Linked DNA regions of Gossypium hirsutum: region 1 is linked to region 2. A link is a contact called in public Hi-C data. All regions are on one chromosome and are shown on one strand. The core of a region is the stretch at or near the end of the contact, and the rest is flanking DNA. Distances in the headings are between cores, read along the strand shown. Region 1 holds the start of LOC107925341 (C-type lectin receptor-like tyrosine-protein kinase At1g52310). Region 2 holds the start of LOC107952434 (organelle RRM domain-containing protein 1, chloroplastic).

Evidence for each region. A called contact is a pair of places that touch in the nucleus more often than the background predicts.
Region 1: a contact with region 2 is called in a Hi-C map of leaf, with 1.7 times the contacts expected there. The contact joins the promoter of LOC107925341 here to the promoter of LOC107952434 in region 2. A contact is called at or near these places in 3 of 34 Hi-C or Micro-C datasets (fibers, hypocotyl and leaf).

The regions. Positions count from the first base shown.
Region 1 is chrA01:65,171,739-65,177,056 of Gossypium_hirsutum_v2.1, reverse strand. LOC107925341 (C-type lectin receptor-like tyrosine-protein kinase At1g52310) reads right to left here and starts at 3,854. Exons shown (of 6, transcript XM_016856012.2): 1 at 3,319-3,854; 2 at 2,960-3,056; 3 at 2,810-2,858; 4 at 2,289-2,708; 5 at 1,073-1,643; 6 at 1-572. The coding sequence starts at 3,037. The coding sequence ends at 47.
Region 2 is chrA01:64,886,440-64,892,186 of Gossypium_hirsutum_v2.1, reverse strand. LOC107952434 (organelle RRM domain-containing protein 1, chloroplastic) reads left to right here and starts at 1,842. Exons shown (of 4, transcript XM_016887687.2): 1 at 1,842-1,938; 2 at 3,099-3,167; 3 at 3,275-3,381; 4 at 3,647-3,988. The coding sequence starts at 1,842. The coding sequence ends at 3,787.

The DNA.
Region 1 (5,318 bases), core at 2,605-5,104, 280 kb before region 2:
TACATTTTAGAGTCAAAAAGCCCCAGAGCTGGAGATAAAACTTTAGTTACTTTGCGAGAGCTGGCTGAGCCAACTGCTGCAATTGATGAACAACATGAGACATTCTAGGCCGCATAGAAGGGACATTTTGCGTGCAAGCATACACAAGGTCCACCACCTTCTGAATATCACCAGCTTCTGGAATATCAGATGTTGATGAAGATATTAGAGGATCCAGGAGCTTAGGATAGTGATGTGCCTGCACTAAGGGTGTTGCCCATTCAAATATGCTCTGCCAACCCACTGAATCAACTTGCTGAGCAGGCCTACGCCCACTTACTATTTCAAGCAGCAACACTCCAAAGCTATATACATCACTCTTTGTTGTGAGCTCATTCCTATATACGAACTCAGGGGCAAGATATCCATAGGTTCCACCAGCCATCACAGTCCTCTCATGCATTACCTCCCAAGGAACAATCTTTGAAAGACCAACCCCCATCAGATGCGCTCCAAACTCTTCATCAAGTAGTACATTGCTTGCGCGTATATCCCTGTGCACAACATGTGGCTTCACCTTGTCATGCAGGAATCTGTTCTAAGAGATTAACTTGTTAGACACTCATTACCAGGAAAAATAAGAGATAAAGACTTGCAGAAAGTATGAAGAGCATAATTTCATTAAAAGATCTTAAACCAGCTAGTAGATTCTGCAAAAACTTGAAAACTGATATGTAATTCTGGTTGTGATAGAAGTTTGCTAATCCAAAGCATGGTGCTGTAGTTATGAGGTAGAAAATGCAAAACTAATGTGGGAAATTGTTTCAGTCATGACAGGGAGATATTCTAAAACGAATGCTTGCAACAGCTTAAATTGACTAGACAAGTAAATATAAGAATGAAAAGAACTTACCAGTATAAACTATAAATGCTTTTAATTGAAGTAATGAATAAGAATAATTAATAAGTAAAAAAACAAAAATCTTTTAGCAAGTATTAAAATTGTCTCCAAGCAGAAGCAGCAACAGGGATATCACAAGTATCAATTACAGTTGCACTTATCGTAGAGAGAGGATCTAGTGTTTATACTCACGCAATTCCCTGGGCAAGAGTTGTAGCAATTTTGATCCTCATGGTCCAATCCAAGCTCCTACCACCCCTTGGAATGTGGTATAGCCATCTATCCAATGGTCCATTTGTGATAAACTCATATACGATGTAACGGTCACCATGATCATAGCAGCATCCTTTCACAGCAACTAAATTAGGGTGACGAAGCTTAGCAACCCTACCAATTTCAGAGTAGAACTCCTTTTTCCTCTGAAAACTAGATCTTTTTAACCTCTTAACCGCAGCCTTTGATCCATCAGGCAGGAGGCCACTGTATGTGCTACCTGTTTTAGCATCTCCATGAAGTCGATTTCCTTCACTGAAATTTTTTGTGATCGACCTCAATTCATCACTGGTGAATATTTTCCATGAGGGTGGAACTAATGCAGAAGTGTCAGGATTGGATAGTTTTCTTGATCTTCTACGCCGTTTACTCCGCTTATAAGCAAGCAGCCAAACAACAACAGCAAATGTTGTAAAGAGAACCAATCCACTAACAACTGCTAGGATAATGAGATATTCCTTATGGCAGTGCATGTAGTAACATTTGTCCTCTGCAAGTGGAAAAATGTAATCTTAACAATGACAAAATAATGTTGGTCAAATTCTGTTATTAGTCCCTATACTATGCGCTAGTTATAAATTTGATCTTTGTACTTTAATCTGGTTAATTTTAGTCCTAGTACTTCTTGAATTCTAAAATTTCAGTCCTGACCCAAATGATAGTAGTTAAAACCGTTTGATTAAATTCTACTATTAATCATGAACTATTCCTAAAGTTGTTGCTTTAATCCATATTCTTCAATTTGAACATTCTTAATCCTTGAACTTCTTGAATTTTGAAATTTCAATCTTGGAGTAATATGTAAAAATAACAAGCTGACATGCCATACACTCTAATAATATATTTGCCATATAAGATTTTGGAAATAGCATAAATTAACTTGATGAATTTGACAGCTACCGCCTAGTCAGGACTAAAATTTCAAAATTCAAAAAGCAAAGAGACAAAAAATAACCAATTTAAAGCACAAAAACTAAATCCATAATTAATGCATGGTACAAGGACTAATGGCAGAACTTAACAAAAAAAATGTGAAACATACTATAGAAAGGAAAGATCAATATATAATCTAATAGTGGTGACAAAAATGCTATAGAGCAACCAATCGAAAAAATTAAAATAACCATTATCTTACCAATATCAACCATGCACAGAAAAGCACGAGATGCATTGCATCTCTTGCTCACAAAAGGTTCTGATCCATTCTTCACCAATGTACATAAATCAACTGAATTGTTGACAATGCATGACGATTTGGGGCAAATGGATTGGGCAGATGATCTAAGAACTGATTCATTCCAGACCGATGTATTATCAGACCACTTCCAACCAGAACTGATAGTCGAATTGCTAACTCTTCCTCCAACCCAGCAACCATTGACACTTTGGCCACACAGATGTTGTGCAAAGTTTAGTTCTTCAAATGATGTTAGGGCAGCTAAGTGTCCATGATATCGTTTACAATGGATCTCAGATTCATCCCATGATTCCAAACTTTCATTGTACCCAAAGCACTTAGTTTTATTTGGAGCAAGAACCCATCCCGAAGGGCATTCTGCTATTTGACCCAACAAAATGAAACAACTTAATCTTCAAAAAAATGTCAATATTTACCACAACAATTAACAAATTTAACAAATCCAGCACCTTCATTACCCTTATACTTGGAAGAATTGTTAGAAGGTGCAGTCCATCCGTTAGAGGCCTGAGATACCAAAGTGATGACAAAAAGAGAAACATTCAGATTCTGAATGCAAGTTATAAATTCTACAACTTGCATATAACTTTTAGATTGTACAATCTTACAGTGTCAGAAGCCACAAGCAGGACTGCAAAAGAAGCAACTAAGACAATAAATTGCAGGGGGGCAACCTTTACTCCCATCACAACTCTATCTTTAATCCTAGAAACGGGCAAAATAAAAAAGAAAAAGGAAAAGTATCAAAGTGATTCTCTAGCGAAATTATAAAAACAATTTAAAAAAAAACATTAACCAAGTCGTGAGTTCAATGGATTGCTCTTCTCTTTTCTTTAAAAAAGAAACTAAAATATTGGTTATTGAAAAGTAGAAACGATGGCAAAGAAATGAAGATACTTTTTCAAATGCTAAGCAATAAGGCAGGGAATAAAAATAATACGATATACAAAGAACAGCATATACTAACCTCCAAAACCAAAGAGCCAAAAGCTGATCATCAGAATTCCGCTAAGAAACCCTAATGCTCCCTGTGGGTTTAAACTGAGAAACTAAAACAGTATAACAAAATTTTTGGGATCTTCCGGATTTAGTAAATGAAAATATAAAACCGCCTGATATTCAGAAAATGCAATTCTCTATTAATTTCCACAGGGTTTATCAGCAATAGAACTGAGACACACACGGAGAGAAAGAGAGAGGGGATTGAATGAATGGTTGAAAAAAGCAAGGAATCGGTGGGAATGTTTAATAAGAGTAGGAAAGTAGAAAATTAAAAGGCAAAATAGAAAAATAAATGCTAACTGGGCTTGTGCTTTTTAACAATCCATCTACCAAAGATGTAGAGAGCGGTATGCTTTGCAAAGACCGGACTGGCTGTGGCAGAGGTGAAGTGGGTAGTTGCAACTTGCAAGCTTTTAGACTTTTCCACCTTTATTACTCAGTACTACGACTTTACGACCAACTACTATCATATGTAGAGTATACATATATTTAAGCTCGCAAAATCTAAGTTAACCCAAAAGCCAATCCCATATATTTAAATTCGAATTTGATTTTGTTTTGGGGTTCAATTAACGCAAAATGTCATCGCATATAAAACCTAGCATCATTCCCAATCATCATAGGAAAAAGATTGTAATAGATAGATATGCCTCGTCATTCTAAATCTATTATCAATTATTTAACGTCATTTCAATATTTTTTTTATGTCATTGACACATTATTTTGGTAATTTTTTTAACCCGAACCCTAAATCTTAAACTTTGGACTATGGATCCTTGATTTTAGATTTTGGACCTTAGACCTTTAACTTTAGACCTTGGACTCTAGACCCTAGACTATGGACAGTAAACCTTAGACCTTGGACCTTAAACCCTCGATCTTAAACCTTTAGGTCTAGGGTCCAAGATTTTGGATTCAGGGTCTGGGATCCAAGGTCTAGGGTTTAGGGTCCAAGGTTCAAGTTGAAAAATTTACCAAAATGATGTGTCAATGACATGAAAAAAGATGTTGAAATGGCATAAAATAATTGGTAAGAGATACTGGATGATGTAGCATATCTGTTTCATACAGTCCTTCCCCAATTATCATATAATACTCTTCACTTGTCCTGACTCCCAATACGGATGGAAGATGTCACTAAAGCATATATAAATTAATAATCTTGAAAATATTTAAGATTTTAAGCTTTGAAACAATATAAATAAAATCGTAAAAATGAGCTAAAATCAACTTGAATGTTTTGAAATAATCTCAAATCATTTAGAAATCTTTCGTGAGTGTTTAGAGGTGCTCGAAGCAAAAAACGAGCTTCAGATGGCTCAAAACACCCAAAACAATTCAGTAGCACTACCCAAGGAATTAGGTATAAATACATAGCCCACATGTTCTAATATTTGGTGCTATGTATCAGTATCTAGCAAGGTATCAATACATATTTCCCTTTCTTATAGCTTTTCAGCTACTGCTTGTTGATATTAGTGCCCTTAGGTTTTTCATCATATGTAATTTCTAACTTTTTCAAACAAATTGGTTTAATAAAATTCCATCTTTCACATTAATATCATTTGTATTTGTCCTCAATCGTTTTTGCATGCAAAGCAAAATGAACAAGCAAATATTGGCTTGTTGATTACTTACTATTTAACTAATATATATCAGTAAGTAATCTAATGGTCCATAGCCTAATTATAATCAAGCAAATCGGTTAAAAGATTATTATGTCGTCTATCAAGTCCATTTAGGGAGGTACCTTGTCTTGGGTATTAGAGCAAATAACTCCCAAAAGATAGAGACATAGATGTGATTGTCTTGATAGCAAATAAATCAAACAAGACCCAAATAGAATAAATCCTAATTTTTTTATGTATTTATTTACTTGTGATGTTCATAGTTGTAACACCCCAAAATAGGGTCCAGGAGTTTTAGGAGTATTTTAGGAATTTTAGCCTTAGAGTGCTCGAAATT
Region 2 (5,747 bases), core at 593-3,092:
AATATTTGAGTTTGATATATTTGAAAATAGAATCTTCATATCGCAACATCGGCTCCTTCACATCGCAACGAGAATCAGACAGTGAGTGACGTCGTGACCTAGAATCCAAATTCGTGACGTCAATCGAAAGTTTTAAAACTTTATAATTTAATCTTTATTCGACTTTAGGTTAGTAAAAGAGCTTTCGTAAGCTCTTATAAAACTCAGATAAGAGGAGTGTGTAATAATTTTAACAGTACGAACGAAAGGTTACATGGAATGGTAATTATTTGTAGTTACCCCGCCAACGAATGTAACATCTCAGGGCTCGGACACGATAATCGGTTTGGGTATGGGGTGTTACAACCATGAGGGAAAATAGGATTATACTGGGAGAATGAATTTATCCCAAAGAGATTAAGGATATCCTATAAGGGTAACACTTATGACAAGGTTATTGGATAAGCACTTATTAAGTAGTTTTCATAATGGTATGTAATTAAGGAGAATTCAGTCATGATATTGTAGTGGAATGACTTCATAACTAAATAAGTTTATAATTAATAGTCGAAAAGTTGGAATATAGTTATAGATTATTTAAGCTCTAATTATATATGTCCAATCGATTCCTCCACTAGCTCATTGAAATTAAAAATAAATTACATGTAGAACCAATTTAATAGAAATGAATGAAATGATGAAGTAAAATAAATGGATCGCATTCACAAATAAATGTGTTTTCTCACCTAGTACAAAAATGACTTAAAAATTAATTTAAAGTTTTCGAATTATTATTTAATTAATTATAATTAAGTAATTCAACTTCAAAAATGAAATTAAATTAATTTTTCATTATGAATCTATTAAATAAGAAAATTAAATATATCTTCTCATATATTCTTTTACTATAAAGTTATTATGACTTTAACGGAAGTAGAACTTTGTTGAGAAATTAATTAGTTAATTAGTTAATTGAATAAATAATATTTATTTTAAGAAATAAAAAATAAATATTGGATTAAATTAAATTATAAAGTGTTGGATTAAAGTTTAAGATTCATATATAATTGACTCAATACATGAGCGACTCAATCTACCTTACATAGCATGTGAGGGGTGATAAGCCTAATGGGAAATTAAAAGGGTTTGTCATCCCCCCTAGATAGACTAGACAGTGTTTTCTTTTTAAATAGTATTATTTATAAGGATTTGTTCGACCATGACTCTTTTACATCTTTCTATAGATAAATAGCACTGATTGAGCTAAAATCATAAGTTCGATATACTGTTATTCTGTTAAAAAATTTTGAGAATTTATTATTTAAGAATAAATTCTATTTTTTAGAAATTATGATATTTGTCAGCTTTTATTGAGAGAGATTATTTTCCTATTAAAAAGAATTACATTTTTTCCTTTTTGTGTTTGGTTCGTGTCGTTCGAGAGCAAACTCAACTAATAAATTAAACTTTTTATAATCAATTAAACTTTTATTATTTTAATTAATTAAAATTTATTAAATATAAAGATTGAAGATAACAAATAAAAAGAATAATAACTAATTTACTAACTAATAAAAGATAATTTTATCGTTTTATTAAAAAAACGATGGTTAAAAGATGGATTAGAGAGTACAAGTAAGAATCAATCATCCTTAAAAAAAACACTAAAAACTATTAAATATTAATTAGGATTAGATGAAGAGTTGTATGGAACGCAGCGTTTTAGTTTGTCGGATTGTGACGCTTGAGAGTTGAAACTCATAAGCACTGCGTTTGCAATGAAAATGAGAGGGTTTTAGTCTGTGGATTTGATGAAGTGCAGTTCCATGTGGCCGACAACCGTAACACTTTCTTACCCTTAATCCATCTCCCTAAAAGATCGATTCCATAAAAGCTTCAACCTCAGCCTAAGAGCCTCGCTCTTTAACTATCCTCTTGCAAGCAGAATCTTCGTTAGAAGTAAACTCCCCTCTCTCTCTTTGTTTACTATCACTGTTTTTACTTGTAATTTTCATATTAATAACTATCTCTTCAAATGGGTTTTCTTTTCAATTTATATGCCATCGGGAATAGACCTCTTTAGTCTTCGAAAACACTTTCCCTGATCGTTAATTTTACTACAGTTGACAGTGTTCTAACGGTTTAGACTCGAGAGACTGCTATTGGCATGCTTGAAAAAGCTATAAAGTAACTTCATTTGTTAAGTTCTCCTTGTGCTCAGAGATAAATCGATTCTTGTTGTTTGGAATTTTGCAATTTGAGAAATGCACTGCAACGTATTGATTTTATTTCTTCCTCTGATGATGAAACCTGTGCAAAATGGTTAGGAATAAAAGTGGTTCAGCAGGGGAAAACCCTTGTGATTTTGCTCTTGCTTACTACTTTGTATCACTCATAGATCACTGTCTTTAAGAGATATACATGAACAGTGAAGGATGGCCGGTCCTGTATTGATGACTGCCGTAGAATATATATATTAAAATGAAATAGCATTGATATAATCTTGGAAAGCATGTCTTGCTTTGTGTTTTGGTAGTCATATGCATCAACCTCCATGCTTTGACTAGAAGAGGTTCCTTTAGTATGTGAGTTCTATTGATACCGTAACCTATGGGGCCATGATAGGTTCAACGCCATAACAAATTTAAGAAACACTGTTGACAAGTATGCAGACCAAGTTGTAACTGTGTTTACTATTTCGGCTGCCTCATATTTTAAAGGAAAAAAGTTTCGTTTTCTATCCATTAATTTAAAGAGACTGAAGGAGTTTTTCTATTAATTTAAAGTAGGCCAAAATTCGGAAGCTGATTTTTTACCCCATGTTCAAAACATGTAGAACAATCATATCCCTAAAGAACTTAGTTTGGACTTATTTATAGTGATGCAATGCATTATTGAGAAAGGAAATTGAAGCAAAACCATCAATAGTCTTAAAATTTGTGTTTTACTCCTAGCTTCATTTCGGTCAAATTAGATTGATTCGATGCTATAACAAGCAAGATAACATATATGAATTTCTCCATCAGATAATCTTTGATCTAGTATTTTAGAGCTGTGTTCTTTTCCTTTTTCTTTCCCTCATTTTTATCTTGGCATCTTTTGGGTGTATTTTGCTGCAGATTTGCCATATTCTTCCAAAGAAAGTAGTTTGCAGAAGGAATTTGAAAATTTTGGCCAAATAGCTGAAGGTGATTGGGACATCTTTTGTAACAAAAGAAGTGAATGGATGATATGTTTCATCTTAAATGTTATGTAAGCTTCAAAGTCTAGTAACTATATCTCTTATCTATAACAGTTAAGATTGCCAAGGATGACTTCACAAAAAGATCAAAAGGATATGCATTTATTCAATATACTTCTCAGAATGATGCCTTGCTGGCTGTAGAGAACATGGATCAACAGGTTCTATATTGCCTTTCTTTCTTTACTTCCAACTTACTCCTATATTGTAGTAGTGAAATATGACCCAATATTTGTATATTAAACTTAGCGTTGCTTCTTTCATCCCATTGAGTGAAGCAGAATTCCACTGTTTACAACTTTTATTTCGTCGAAGTTACTTTTATCAACCGAGCTTGAGAACTCTGGTGGAATTCAATCTTTTCAACTTTGGTATGCAGGCAATATTTCTACATGGGTTTTAATGTGGATTCTATATGTTTATCAGGTATTTGATGGCAGGATGATATACGTCGAAATAGCAAAACCTGGGAAAGACAGGTTCAGAGGATATCCTAAAACATCAGGACCTCCAACTACTAAGCAGCAGTTACAACAATCGAATGATGTGGCAGATTGCTGGTACTAGTCGCATCCATCTCAAACAAATGAAAATATAGGTCAAATTATGCTTTTAGTCCTTGTACTAAGTATTGTGTGTTGGCCTGATGGTTAGGGTTTTCATTGCCCCAGGTGTAAAGTCGCGCTAGTTGCGTTATTGTTGAGACTTTGCTTTCTTTTTGTAAAAAAAACAATTGAGAATCAAATTGAAGAGCGAGAATTAAATCTACAACTTAACATATATTGTATAAGTAGAATTTAATTATTATTATTTAAACTCGGTATTTTAAAGCATCAAACCAACATCAAATTGGAGAAGCAGGGAGGCCATCTTTAATGAGAATGTTTGCAAAAAGAGATAGGATTGATTCACCCAAATTTGTTAGACGCATCTCCTTGTATTGAGTAGCCACTCAATCTGCAAGCCAATTGGCTTTTCTACTAACCTTTCTAAAGCAAAGGTCTTGAAACTTACTTCTCATCATCTCAATATCACAAGCCATAGCCTCATTACTCCGTTGTTTTATCCTAGAATCCTATCATATACCAACTCATTCTCAGTCTCAACCACAAGCTTTTTACAATCTCTTTTAACCCCTAAAGAAACCTCTTCAGCCACTACCATAGCTTCAACTTCCAAAGGACCTTGCAAACCAACACTTTTCCCAACACCACCAATGAGTTTACCCTCACAGTCCTTTATTACCGCCCGTATACCAACTTGGATTTTACATCAAAAGCCCCATCACGGTTAACTTTCAACCACTCCCCGTTTGACTTTTCTTAATACTCACATTCAACTCTTTCCTTAGACTGCTACTCATCTTTATTCATCTCAAGAATCTTTAAACTTCCAAAAAAAACCATGCAGAGCCCTTTGAACAACATTATTAAGTTGTGGTTGTTGCTGATGAAACACCATGTTACACCTTTCTTTCCAGATTGACCAACAAGTATGGCTCACTAAAATCATAACTCTTCACCTCTCATCTTCATGTAATAGTACAAGCATCACAAGCTTGGACAACTAGAAAGACTCAAAAAACAGGAAGGATTTGAGTTTTCCAAGCGAGTCGATCACAAAATCAAGATCCAAACAACTTTAGGATTGAATTCAAAATTTTGTTCAAAAGCCTGTTTCAAGGAGTTCGAAGCAATTGCATAATAAGAATGAAAAAAGGAAAATTGAGCTTGAATAAAAAAGACAATATTATCAATATTTTACAAGTCTAGTTGGATCAAGGCCTAAGTACAATGGGTTAAACTTTCACATTTTATTTAAGGGTAAATTATACCAATAATCACTCAACTTCGATGCAGCTGACAAAATAGTCACTTATGTTTCAATCCAGTCACTCAACTTTTAGAAAATGACAAAACAGTACTTTTAACCATTTTCTGTTCCAAACATAACCAAAAAGTGACATGGCAGTTGATGGATTCCTTGCTATCATTAATCGGCCAGCTAGACATTAAGTACCAATTTAAATAGCCCATTCTATTACCAGTTTAAGGTTTAGGCAATATTTTATCAAAAAAAAAGGTTTAGGCAATAGAAAAATAAAAGAAAAAGAAGAAGAGAAAAAATGGAAAGTTGCACCAGTTTGGGGACCTGAGTAATACCAGTAATCCATTAGAATTTTTGGATTTGGCATAATGATGACTGAAGCTCCTCGAAGTTTTAAAGTTCCTTTGCCTTTCTTGACTAGGAGAGTCCCTTTCCAACAGTTGCTTTTTTTCAAGCTTGGATTTTTCTCCACTTATATCAATAGATGAAAACTTGAGCAGAGTGGAGTTAAAAATGTGGGTTGTGGGGGTTGGATTAGGACCCAAGTTGACTCCAACTCAGCTGAAATAGTAAGGACACCGCGGTGGGGATCGGTAATCCAACAGCTTAAAGTTGCAGTCAATGCAACAAGCATTAGAATACTTGTCAAGTATCTAAGTGACCTCGTCACGAGAATCACATTGGAGGGATGATAAATGGG